Linked DNA regions of Mus musculus: region 1 is linked to region 2. A link is a contact called in public HiChIP or PLAC-seq data. All regions are on one chromosome and are shown on one strand. The core of a region is the stretch at or near the end of the contact, and the rest is flanking DNA. Distances in the headings are between cores, read along the strand shown. Region 1 holds the start of Uaca (uveal autoantigen with coiled-coil domains and ankyrin repeats). Region 2 holds the start of Neo1 (neogenin).

The links. HiChIP or PLAC-seq counts read pairs in DNA pulled down with a chosen protein or histone mark.
Region 1: a contact with region 2 is called in an H3K4me3 HiChIP or PLAC-seq map of embryonic stem cells, with 5 read pairs. The contact joins the promoter of Uaca here to the promoter of Neo1 in region 2.

What each region holds. Positions count from the first base shown.
Region 1 is chr9:60,792,169-60,795,716 of GRCm38.p6, reverse strand. It overlaps Uaca (uveal autoantigen with coiled-coil domains and ankyrin repeats), which reads right to left and starts at 1,275. Exons shown (of 19, transcript NM_028283.3): 1 at 1,025-1,275. The coding sequence starts at 1,108.
Region 2 is chr9:59,034,749-59,038,169 of GRCm38.p6, reverse strand. Neo1 (neogenin) reads left to right here and starts at 1,729. Exons shown (of 28, transcript NM_001042752.1): 1 at 1,729-2,204. The coding sequence starts at 2,042.

The DNA of each region.
Region 1 (3,548 bases), core at 26-2,525, 1.8 Mb before region 2:
CCAGGCTGGACTCGAACTCAGAAATCCGCCTGCCTCTGCCTCCCCAGTGCTGGGATTAAAGGCGTGCGCCACTACGCCCGGCTCTACTTATTTTTTTTAAGTCTAGTTTCGCCAGTTTCCTTGAAGGCCAACTAAACTACTACTAAAGGTAATCCTTCAGAAAGACACCGATCTGAATAAATTCAAAACCAGGCACAAATGAATTTGTATTCTCATAGAAAGCATATAACCCCTAACTAAAATCTGTATAAAATTATAAAAGTCCATTTTAATTACGAACATCGGGCAATTTGCACATTCCATTTCCTCTGTGTTTGACTCTGCAAGACTTTTAAAATAGAACTTCCTTAATAGCAGAATTTTGATGAGACGGCCATTCTAACCTGCCAAATTATCCAAGTTCCAACATCTGCAGTCAGGATGTTTCCCAAGATTTCTGCTCTCTCTGCCAACTTACAGAGAAGCCTCACAACTCCGCTTCTCTCCCGCCGCACACCGAGGCCAGGCTTCAGCTCGGCACCCACGTTACGCACCCACCTGCCCCACCTGGGATTTACTCTGCCAACAGGACAATCACCTTCCCGACTTCGCCATCTCCAGGGTCAAACACAAGCGGGGCTTTGTCTGCATTCGAGAGATCCCTATTCTCGCCCAGCCTGGCTGAGAACCAGACTTCCCCTGTGACAGCCTCAGCGGAGGACACATAACTTCTCTCTCTCAACTCAGGCACGGCTGAAAGCCGCGGAGCCTGGTGGGTCCGGAGTCCGCACCGGCTGCACCGGGTGGAAGACAGGAGCCACCTGGCCCCGGTATCGCGGGCGCCGAGCGCGATGGGACAAGCGAAGAGCAGGATGGCACCACGGGAAGACAGAGAGGGGGTCCCCCCGAGGAAACAAGTGGGAATAGGGTACTCCGCAAAGGTCAAAGTGAGAAGGGGACGTAGGACTTCTCCGCGAATCTCAGATCTGCCGTGAGGGACGCAACAGAGAGGGTCCCCGAGGTCCCCGCCTCAGGAGCTGCTCACCGTGCTGGCCACCGCGGTGGGCGATGAGGGTGACGTGGGGCCGGGCGCGTCCTGCTTCCACAGTCGGGACTTGAGGCTCTTCATGGCCACGGCTCTCAAGGGTCCGGGTTCCCACCAGATTGCGGGCTGCGAGGGCAAGAGCCGGAGCTGCTGACGCCCCGGAGCGCGCGGGGCCCGCCCCACCTGCCACCTGGGGCCCCGGGGGCCTCGCTCAACCGGGTCCCTCCGGCAGCCAATCGGGCCCGTCTCCTGGCTGGGGTGGGGTCGGTTCTGACCAATCGGAAACCGGGAAGGGGGCGGGACTTCCCTTTTAAACTTCGTAACACTCTTCCTCTCCCCTCTGGAGGAAAAGTTGGGGAACTTCAGCTATGCAGCGTGTAGAGTTGTGCTACTCAGTGAGCGGAGGCACAGCGCCGGCTTCTGGCCTGTGGTTCCTGCACACTTGGGTGGTCTAAGGTTAGAGAAATCCAGCCTAGACCGGTTCTTATCTCCCCAGGCTCCCCTCTTCTTCCCATTCGCGAGCCCATTATAGGCTAAACATATCTTCCTCCTATCGGGTCCCGGCTTACCTACCTACAAACCAGCTTGCAGGGGCAACTTCCCATCCAGGATCTTCATGAGAACACACGACTCCAGGACCACAAGTCTAACCGCCACACACATGGGGATCTCTGAGGCCAACAACAAGCCTGTAAGAAAAGGGAGCTGCTTTTTCAGATGGACAGTTAACAGACTAGGGGTCAGTTTCCGCAGTGCTGCTGGAGAGATAGCTTAGCAGTTATGGTCACTGGCTGTTCTTGTGGAGGACGGAGATTCGAGTCTCAGGACCTACGTGGCAGCTCCCAAATGTCTTTATCCTCAGTCCCAGGAGAGGTGATGCTCTCTTCTGGCCTCCGTGGTTAAGTGTTAGTGCACTGCTGTGGAGGAAAAGATGGAACAGAGTATCGTCAATAAAACTTCACTTGTAGCCAAAAGTGAGAAAAGAAATTGACCAAAAGGGACTGGAAGAAGTTGAAGATAAATATAACTGAAATATATTGTATATGAAATTCTCAAAAAATGTAAAATATTATGTTTTTAAAGTGCTTTGTTCTTTTTGTAGACACAACAGGCATAAGTACACAAGGCATTAGCTCATCTGACTCAGAAGTCTGAACCAAGAAAAACTATTTAAGGCTGGGATAAGAACACTGTCTGTCAAACAACAACTACTAATGTCATGTCAACAGGAGGCTTCAAAAATCTTCCTTGGAGTGAGATTTTCCCCGGCAAAATGTTAATTCTCACACACATGGAAAGACAAACAGCCTGAACTCCTCACAAAGGCTCTTTTTGTCTCTAAGGGCAGTTCTTTCTAAAGCTTTCCCTTAGAGTGGCTCTAGTCTTTATTGTAAAAGTGAGGAAGTCTTCAGAACTCTCCTGAAGATACAGTGTTCAGAGACCATTGATCCTCAGCAGAAAGTCAGTAACAGAGAGAGAGAGACAGACAGACAGAGAGAGAGAGAGAGAGAGAGAGAGAGAGAGAGAGAGAATGGGAAAATGGCTAAAGTTTCTCTTGGTTAAACTTAAGGAATCTTGCGCCCCCGCCCCCCCCCCCCCGGAAGATCCACAGCTGGTCTGACTTGGCTGACTGTGATCCAGCTGTTTGTGGGGGCAGGTTCCCTCTGTCTTCACTGCTAACAGAGAAAGCCAGCATTATCTCATGCTGGACTCCTAGGGAAACTTCCTGGACGGATGGCCGTTGTCCCAGTTTCTAGTTCTCACCTTGCCCATCACAGCAAGTGACTAACTGATAGCTCATCTTGGTTGTCAACCTGACACACCTGGGAAGAGGCAACCTCAGTTGAAGGACTGCCCCCGTCATCTTAGCATGTGACCATGTCCGTGGGACATTTTCTTGATTCCTAGTTGACGAGGGAGGGCCTGGCCTATGATGGGCAGTGTCATACCTAGGCAGGTAAGCCTGAGCTGTATAAGGTAGAAAATATAAGTCTGGAAGCAAGCCAGTAAGCAGAGTTCCTCCATGGCCTCTGCTTCAGTTCCTGCCTCCAGATTTTTGCCTTCAGTTTCTGCCTTGACCTCCCTCAAAGATGGACAATTACACGTAAGCCAAATAAACCCTTTCTTCCCTACTTGTTTCACAACAGAAAGCAAACTTAAATCCTAACCATTACCAAAAAGGCTGACACAGTAACCTCCTGTGCTCTAAACTCCTCAGGTAGAATCTCAGGGTGGCAGTGTATGTTTGTAAACCAGCATTTAGGATGGTGTATTAGTTACATTTTATTTGTTGGTAAAACATCAAGCCAAAGTGACTTATAGAAGAAATAGTTTATTGGGGAATTAGGGTTCCAGAGGGTTAGAGTCCATGATGATGCTAACAGAGGCAGCAGGCAGACACTTATGTCTTGAACAGCAACTGAGAATTCACCTGTTGAACCACAAACGGGAAACAAAGAGCTAACTCAAAATGGCCAGTCTTTCGAAACCTCAGGCATGTCCCCAATGACAGGCTACCTCCAGC
Region 2 (3,421 bases), core at 480-2,979:
ATAAGCTCAATATATACAGTAGGCTGATAAATTAATGAGATGGTTCACAGAAGTCATACATGAAAACCAGTGTGCTATTTTATTAGCTATAACTCTTATTTTTTTCAAGATTGGAGATAAATGTAAGCTTCATTTTGTAAGTCACATTATACATAATTTTAATATAATGAAAAAGTCCCTCTGTCTTAGATAGTCCAAAATTAACATTTGCAAGGCAATTTATAGTTTCCAAAGAGCTTCTCTCATCAATTATCTCAGAAAACTGAATAACGATGTGATTATTAAAGGTTAATTAAGCAAATACTTGTGAAGTAATTGGGAGGTAATCTATTTCTAATTTAACAGGTCATCAGGGGTATTTAGGAAATATTTTTTCTGGTTAATAACTCTAACCAAAACAAGATATTTAAATGGTTTCCCTAGTGGAAAACAATAAGCGAGTGTTTGCTCTTTTAAACCAATTGTTTCAAAGAGCCAGGGGAAGGGAGGGCTCCTAATTTCACTGTTTTAATGAGGTTTCTGAGCTCTTCATTCCCCACGTCAATCCATGCCTTATTTTGGAACTTTGGAATAAAATAAGATAAAATAGCAAGTGACTAGAGAAGGCATGGTGTGTGTTAGAAAAAGAAATGTCTTTTTTTGCTGGACACATCTTGGATATTGACTATACGCAGAAGGGCAAATAAAAATCCAACTCCTATCAACAACCCAACATGACTAAGTGAAGAACCAGGGTAGAACAGTATGGGCACTCTCGCCAGCAGACTACAGACTGTTTTCTCCTAACTTTGGGTAGCTCGATCCTCAGTAGTACCAGGAGGTTGAAAAACCAATTCCCGCGTGCTCCGCGTTTACTGTCGAGAGACACTTTGGATCTCAAGTACAAAACTGCAAAGTGACCATCCAGGGCCTAGGTAAAAGGCTGCAGTGACTGCAGAGAATTAGCCCCGGGGAGATTGAGTCACGGGGTTGGGTCCTGGCCTGGGCACGCGATGGAGTGGACTCCCCGCACCTTTGTCTGAGCCGGAGCCGAGTGTCTCAGTGGGGACGCGGGGCACCACGGTCCCGGCGGGTCGGGTACCGCCCGAGAGGAAGCCAGAGGTCGGCGCAGTGCGATCGGCCCCCTCCCACGGGAACCGCGCCAGGTCCCCAGCAAGAGCCGGGCGGCCTGCTATTGTTTTTGGCGAGCACATAAATCCGTGCGCCGACCCTCTGCGAACCCAGGTTTCCTCCCGGAGGCCATTCGGTTTCCTCTGAGGCCCTATATAGAGGCCCGGGGCAGAGAGGTGCGCGCAGGCTCGCGGCCTCCGTGAGCAGCTCCGGAGTCCGTGCGGCTCTGCCTCAGGTCTCCGTAGCCTTTGAAGCGGTCCGCGGAGGTGAGGGGAAATCTCTCCCGCGGGTTAGGAGCGGGAGGCGGGAGGCGAAGGAGGCGGATCGCTTCTCCGGGGTTTCCCTGACGCCAGCAGCAGCAGCAGAGCCCGGCGCGCGCGCCCCGCGCCCGTGCCCGTCTCCCGAGAGCCAGAGGGGGGAGGGGAGCGGGCCCGCCGCCTGCCCCTGCGCCAGCTCGGCTCCACCGCCGCGGCTGCCCGCGAAGCGACCGCCGGGATTGGAGCCCGGCAGGCCGCGGGGCGCGAAGAGGGTGCTCGTGGGGAGGGAGGCGCGCGTGCGCGGCTGTGAGCGTGCGCGGCACGGCGCGCTCCGGCGCCCGCCCCCCACCCCGCGGTCTCCGCCCCCCTCGCTCTACCGTGAGGAGCCCGAGTCGGCGGCGGGTGGCGGCGCCTGGAACCTGGAGAGACCGAGCCACCCCCCGGCTCTCGGCCGGAATGTACTGATTCTCCTCTGCTCTCCTCCCCGCCCCGCTGCAGGAGGGAGGCGCCCGGAGTCTTTCCCCCTGGGCGCGCGAGGGGGCCGCGCGGGCCGGGCCGGGCCGGGCTGGAGCCGAGCCCTGCGGCGCAGAGACCGGCTGAGGCGCGCTGAGGGAAGGGCGCGAGCGCTCCGCGGCGCTATCGCCGCCGCCGCCGCCGCCACTCGTGGGGTAGAGATGGCGGCGGAGCGCGAAGCCGGGCGACTCCTCTGCACCTCCTCCTCCCGGCGCTGCTGTCCGCCACCGCCGCTGCTGCTGTTGCTGCCGCTGCTGCTGCTGCTCGGACGCCCGGCGTCCGGCGCCGCGGCCACGAAGAGCGGCTCCCCGCCGCAGTCCGCAGGTAAGTCGGGCCGGGCCCGGGACGCCGTGGGGGCTGGGGCGCGGCACCGGCTCCCGTGGCCGCTGCGGTGGGTTTTTGTTGTTGTTTAGGATCCAGAGGGGAACGTGCGGGAACTTTTCCTCCTCGGCTCCCGTTGCTGGAGAGAAAAGGGTCTCGCGTGGTGGAAAGCGGAGCAGGCAGGAGGGGTTCCTACCGGGGGAGGGGCGCCTCCGGGATCCGGGCCGGAGCTCTGGGGTCCAGTTCTGCGCTTTGTACCGGGAGGCAGGTTCACCCCTCGCCTCTTTCCCCTCCCCCAGGCTCATCCCACTTGTAAGAGTGGGACATTCTTGTGCTCACACAAGCACCAGTAGAGGCCACTACACACCTCATTAGATAAACAATCGTACAGCCAATTCATTAATTTTCAGGAAGGGATGGAGGAGGGGGCTTGAATTCATTCTCTTCACCCTCCATCCCCCTCGGCCATGGGTTGCCCAGCTTCTGAAGTCCAGGGAAGCGCTGTCGGATCTCGAGGGACTCTTCGCTCAGTGATTGGAGCCTGGGTCTTCAGGAGAGGGGGTGCTAAGGGGCATACTAGCCCCTTCATGATCAGATCAGTGGTGTTGACTTAGCCTTGTGGACGCCTTGGAGAGCGGCTCCAAGTGATTCTGTGAAGTAGTGCCTCTTTACTAGGGATTTAACTATATTTCTATGTAACCCACTCTCAACTTCTGAAAAATTTCAGACATCGGATTTTTAAGGATTTGTCTAATTGTCTCTATGTGACTATATATGTATATGTGTGTGTATACACACACACACACACACATACACATATATACACATATATGTGTATATATATTCAGCATCTTTTTTTTTTCTGTGTGTTTCATGCATTCCTGGAGTCACCAGCATTCTTACATATTTAAGGGTGCCAATTGACACATCGCCAAGCCTCTGATAGTTGAGCAGGGTTCACTCGGCTCTTGAAGAGCAAATTGACATGTGCTTTGCTAACCTCGTTTACCTAAGGTGGTGTGCCATATAACTTGAAGAAACTTTCACTCACTTTGTGGAGATTTAGATTTTTAATACGAAGGTCACCTGATCAGACACAATGGCAACTTGTAATTGCTAAACCAAAAACGTGTTTCCCTCTGATTGTTATGAAATCATTAAAATCACTTCGAAATGTGATTTGCTGATAAAGTTTGTTATTTTGCATTTTGTGTGTATGT